2 separate regions of the Mus musculus genome follow, and region 1 is linked to region 2. The links are chromatin contacts, called in public HiChIP or PLAC-seq maps. All regions are on one chromosome and are shown on one strand. Each heading gives the region's core, a stretch centred on a gene start, on an enhancer-like site or on the middle of the called end of the contact. The rest is flanking DNA. Distances are from core to core; before and after follow the strand shown. Region 1 overlaps Hormad2 (HORMA domain containing 2). Region 2 overlaps Gm11958 (predicted gene 11958).

Region 1 (2,829 bases), core at 218-2,717, 100 kb after region 2:
ATTCAACTGCATATTGTATACTTTGTTGTAAATAATGGTGAACAGCAGTCAAGAAATTGTTTTATATTCCTCTAAAAAAAAAGAACTGTTCATAAAATATCTCTATAAAACAGTGAAAAGGACATTTATGAAGTTAAGATATTTACTATACACTTGTTTTGGAGGATTACTTCTCTACAGAATGTATCTGTAGAATTCCTACACATCAGTGAGTCAGACAAGTGTGCTGACTTTCACTATTCAGAAGGGAAACAAAAATGAAAACCACAACAACTCATCACTGCCACCCACTAGAATGCTTATCCCTAACAAGATGAAATATGCTCAGCATACAAAATATACCTGATAAAAATGATAGAAATCGCCAAAGTGGATGAAGATGCAAAGCAGCTGTGTGGACCTCGGCACAAGCGCTTGGGAAGCTGTACCTAGCCGGGCTAACTGCATGCATGCCCTTTGACTCAGCTGTCCACTCCTTCCAACCTGATTCCCACCGTCAATATGTCCTGACCGAGCACCGAGCACCAGAAGTCTTAGCAGTGCCTGTCCTAGTGACCCCAAGTCAGAGCACATCCAAATGGATACCAGCGACAGCATGAACAAAAAATGCATGCTAACAGAAGGAAGGATGCCAATGCTCTTGCTAACTGGAGTATGAACTGTGAGGTTAAAACTATGTTTCTAAGCAGCTGGTAGTATCCCACCTCTTGATCTGATTGATGCTTTTGTCAGACTATTCAGCAGGGCCAAGATGTGTTGAGACAAGCAAGAACCCAGGGAGAACAACTTAAGGAGGCTCTCACTCTCTCCCCTGGGCATCTTGCTTGCCTGACCCATGTCCCAGCCGTCCCTACTGTTTGGTTTGTGTCTGTTTACTGAGCTGTATCACTAAGTTATTTATTTGTCTGCATGCATAAAATAATTAGACATAAAACTGTAAAGGGGTCTGAGCTACCTCATACCATAAATGAAATCTCACACACACACACACACACACACACACAAACACACAGAGATTATTTCATTTATGGTATGAGGTAGATAGTATATATGTATATATATGTGTGTGTGTGTGTGTATTTTTAATAAAAAAGACCTCATTTTTATTGAATATGTAAGTTGTCACTTCCAAGTGATACTCCATTATGTTCAGAGCAAGGGAACTTTCATCAGGCAAAGGTTACATATTTGAGGAAGCAATTGGTATTCTAATGGAGTCCTTGAATAGCTGATGGTACAGAATTCAACCTGGAGTTGTGCCAGCAAGGATCTGTAACTCTGATGGTCTTGAGTTTTAAATAGAGCTCACAAGAGAAATTATTCTATGTGGTGAACTTCAACACATCTCTCTGTTCTTAGCTAGCATGCCACACAACCATTGCTTTCTGAGGCAACTTCAGCTGGTTCCATGTGTACTGTGCTCACATTCTTGGAATTCCCCAGCTAGGCAGGTGGTGGACAAGAGGCAGTTCTAGATAACAGGTTCTCAGCCTCGGGCATCCCAGACACCACTGGACACAGGGAAGACCTGAGAACAGAATGCCCCCACCCCCAACCCCGGGGGATGGCTCAGTCCAGGGCCAAAGGGAGGAGAGGGTGGGGAGAGAGGGAGGTGCTGTGTGGTTCCCACACAGGCGAGAGTCCTTAGTCCAGTTGGTGGCACAGGAAGGCCTTTCAGTAGGAGGTTAGACGGGGGCTTGTTAGAGGAAAGCCTATCTCATCGTTCAAGCATGGTGGGCCTTGATGAGCAGAGAGACAGTCTATGGTTTTAGAGCTTTATTGTAGAAAGGCAGGGGGAAAGAGAGAAGGTAGAAAAAGGGAGAGAGGCCGGCCATGGCCATGTGGAGAGAGGGGATAAGAGAAAGAGAGAAGGAGGGCTAGAGAGTAAGAAAGGTGAGAGTTTAAAGTGTATATATGTATATTTAAGTAGATAATTTCTTAAGAATGTCAGAATAAAAGATTAGACTACATTAAATGAACAGCCTTTCTTTACCAAAAGACCACTTAAAGAAGATAAGACAAGCCACAAAAACAGACAAATTACTGTAACATAAATAAGTAAAAAAGAATGATTATCAGAATATTTTTTCTTTTAATTTTGTACATTGTGCATATATGTCTGTCTGTCTGCTGTACACACAATACAGGTGCCCTCAGAGGCTAGACAATAGGTCCCTCTGGAGCTGGAGTTACAGGCAATCATGATCCCCCCTGACATGGGTGCTAGGGACTGAATTCAAGGACTCTGGAAGAGCAGTATAAATTGTTACCACTGAGCTATTTTTCTAGCCCCAGAATATTTTTATATGAATAAAGAAAGATAATTCAATGCACCAGAAAACCAGAATGACTAATGAAAAAATGCTCAAGCATCAACAATAAGAAATACGCTAAAATGATGAGGTGCTAGCATACCAAGCAGACACTGAAAACATGAACTCTGCAATAATAAGTGCTTACAGAATATGAGGTCTGTCTTCCACTGTTGGTATAATAAATATGGGTATAGTTCTTTGGAAAACTATTTTGTCCTTTCTAACAAAGTTGAAAATGTGTAAACCTGTGGTGGTTTGAATAAGAGCCCATAGGCTCATATATTTGAATGCTTAGTCATCAGGAACTAGCACTATTTGAGAAGAATTAGATCAATTAGGAGGTGTGGCTTTGTTGGAGTAGGTATGGCCTTCTTGGAAGAAGTTGGAGTGGGCTTTGAGGTTTTAAAACCCCATGCCAAGTCTAGAGTCCTCTCTACTTATGGATCAGGATATAGCTCTCAGAGACTGTTCCAGTGCCTGCCTGTATGCCGCCATCTTCCCTGACATGATGATA
Region 2 (2,847 bases), core at 283-2,782:
TGTCAGGTTTTGCTTGGGCTCTCCTTCCTCATAGCCTATCAATTCCCCGCCCCCCCTCAGGTCTCTAGAAATGTCTCTGTTAGCTGGGGAGAGGGCTGGGGTGGCTGGATAGCTTGTAACATGTCCCCTGGAATGGCTACAACACAAATTGGTTTGCCTTAGTGTTTTCTACTTAGATATCATTAGCTTCCAATCCCAACATGGCCAGTGCCCTGTAAACTGGGAGCCTGGAAATTCTGGTGACCTAAGGCAGCAAAACAGAACAAGTTCCCTCCCCGCGTGTGGAGCTTCACCGACTGACCCAGACTCTGGGAGGCAGGTGCCCTCGCCTCTTTTTCTGACCGAGAATCTGAGACTCAGCTGTTGTCTGTGTTTTCTCCACAATGGGTGGCTAGAGACCTGTTCTGTACCAGTGTCGGCTGACCTGTACAGTCTATGTGAGACAGACTGTCAGCTTTTTTTTTTTTAAGATTTATTTTATGTATGTGAGTACACTGTTGCTGTCTTCAGACTTCAGACACACCAGAAGAGGGTGCTGGATTCTATTGCAGATGGTTGTGAGCCACCATGTAGTTGCTGGGAATTGAACCCAGGTCCTCTGGAAGAGGAGTCAGTGCTCTTAACCACTGAGCCATCTCTCCAGCCTGACTGTCAGCTTTAAACAGAAGTTAGTCCTGTGCAAAGTCCTGGGCTCTGTGTGGTCATCAAAGGGTAGGTCATGTTGTTGTTTCACAGAGCCTCATAAGGCTCCTGGAGAGAAGAGCTACCAGGGATGTGTGAAAACCAGGGTACAGCTTGGTACGGTGCACATGGGACATACCAAGGGACTGTTTCATCTCTTGACAAATCCAACACAAACCCAGAAAGGCATCTGTGTTAGGAAGGATGGGTGTGCATGTGCGAGAGTGTGTTTTCATAAGTGTAAAGGTTCATGTGTGTTAAAGTGTGTGTGTGTGTGTATGTGTGTGTGTACACGTGTGCCTAAGAGTATGAGGGTAAATATTTGACAGGATCTTGTATAGCCTAGGCTACCCTTGGCTTTGGGATGACCTTGAACTTCCTATCCTCTGCCTCTGTCCTCTACCCCGTGGACTAGAGGCAAGTGCTACCGTGCCCAGATGTCTAGTTTGTGTTACACTGGAACTCCAATCTAGGGTTTTGTGTATGCCAGTGCATTCCCGTGGGAGGTGGGCCTCCAGCCCCAATTTTGGTTTTGTTTTGGTTTTTTTGCTTGTTTGTTTGTTTTGTCTTGTTTTACTGTGTAGCCCTGTCTGTCCGGAAACTATGTAGATCAGGCTAGCCTCGAAACTCTCAGAGATCCACCTGTCTCTGCCTCCCCAGTTCAGGGATTAAAGGTGTGCATCACCACGCCCTGCCCCCATAAATCTTTTAAAACACACTTATCTTTACAATCAATCAAGAGGCAGCAGGCAAGCATGCAGATGCAGATCCAGTCCTTAGTGGTAGCCACTCCCTCTTAGGCCCACAGCCTCATCAGGCCCAGCTTCCTGGGCCTGGTTGCTCTGGGCCCACAGCTGGCTCTGTACCTCAGGGAGTGGCCCTGTTCTATCCAGGGCAGATTAACTTCCCTGGGACCGGCTTTGTTTTGGCTCAAGAAGTAACAGCAGAGGCTGAGAGCTGAAAGCAGAGGCCTCTCCCTCCCACCCTGGGGCCTGGCTCTGTTGAAAACCTTTGATTTAGGCTTCTCAATTTGCTTTCCCTGGCTGGGTGTCCTGGGCAGAGGGGAAACACCTAGGACTTCAGCTATTTTGTCTGCTGCAATTTAGGAGAGGGATTTGATATCTAAGTGGAGGAGGTTCCAGCCGCAGCAACAGCAGCAGCGGCGGCGGGTCTAAGCTGTTTGTTTGTGGAGTACAGGGTGGGTGGGGTAAGGCTAGAACACTGTAATTGGAAGCAGGAGGCTAGAAGCTGACACTTCTGCAGATAAAAATTCTCTGCTGAGGGTCCGGCTTGTGTGATAGTGTGAGGGAGCCCGCTCTTGTGCGTGTGATCTGCCAAGGCAAGGCTGTGTTCGCTTAAATCTGGGTTTAAAACATTCTCCCTCTCTTCACCCTGGATTCTTTTTTCATTGACACATTTCTTCATTGACTCCTTAGGGATCATGAAGATCTTGCGTGTCAACTCTGAAGCCCTGCAGCACGTGCCTAGCCAGCTGCAAGACCTTTTCGGAGGAGCCACCAGCAGGCTTCCTGAAGGCCAGGCTGCAGCTCTCAGGTGTCTGCCATTGTCTCAGTCCCTGCCCCGGGTCTGCCACTTGGCACACAATAGGCCTTGTACATATTTGTCAGATGAGTGAAGAGTGAGGTCACTCACTACTGCTCCGGGTACACGGCCGAGCTAGACAGCCACAGTTCAGAGATCCTTTGAGTCTTTGAGCCAAAAGTATTTTGAGCCAATCCCAACTTCCCCCTGAATGCCATCCCCGGAACGATACTGAAGAGGTATACCAGGAAAGCCCTGTGATTATGTGAAGGTGGACATTATGTGTCTCCACAGGCCTGCAGCCAAGCTGAAAACAGTTCTCATGACTATGTCTCATCCCGGAAAGAAGATCCTTCATGGCATGGTCGCTTTCATCTCATCATGAGCTGAGTGTCCAATACTTACTGAGATGTGGTCCCCACGTTAAAGAACTTTAGAAATTGTAAGGCCGCGTGCACCCCTGCCCATACCTTGATGTTCCAACCCCCTTGGGTACCAAGAAGGACAGGAAGATAGAGAAAATGATGGTGACGTGGGAGGAGGAAGGAGCCCCTCACCCAGGCTTAAGCTCCTCACCAACTAAGGATCAAGAACTCCAGCACCATTAGCAACATTTGCTTAAGG

Evidence for each region. HiChIP or PLAC-seq counts read pairs in DNA pulled down with a chosen protein or histone mark.
Region 1: an H3K27ac HiChIP or PLAC-seq map of extraembryonic endoderm stem cells shows a contact between it and region 2. The contact joins two enhancer-like sites. A contact is called at or near these places in 1 of 15 datasets of contacts at CTCF or cohesin (the NIH/3T3 cell line), 9 of 484 Hi-C or Micro-C datasets (the HPC-7 cell line, the Patski cell line, bone marrow-derived macrophages and 4 more) and 10 of 115 datasets of contacts at active chromatin or transcription factors (CD8 T cells, bone marrow-derived dendritic cells, embryonic fibroblasts and 6 more).

The regions. Positions count from the first base shown.
Region 1 is chr11:4,402,979-4,405,807 of GRCm38.p6, forward strand. All of the region lies in intron 10 of Hormad2 (HORMA domain containing 2), which reads right to left. Among named protein-coding and RNA genes, the nearest start is that of Hormad2, 37 kb to the right of the region's middle. Within about 2 kb of position 1,468, at least 25 of the 459 cell types and tissues checked have an H3K27ac peak or open chromatin away from gene starts, as enhancers often do. A contact at or near this core is called in extraembryonic endoderm stem cells, where this site is marked.
Region 2 is chr11:4,300,954-4,303,800 of GRCm38.p6, forward strand. Gm11958 (predicted gene 11958) reads left to right here. Exons shown (of 4, transcript NR_166831.1): 3 at 2,118-2,235; 4 at 2,518-2,847. Among named protein-coding and RNA genes, the nearest start is that of Gm11958, 17 kb to the left of the region's middle. Within about 2 kb of position 1,533, at least 121 of the 459 cell types and tissues checked have an H3K27ac peak or open chromatin away from gene starts, as enhancers often do. A contact at or near this core is called in extraembryonic endoderm stem cells, where this site is marked.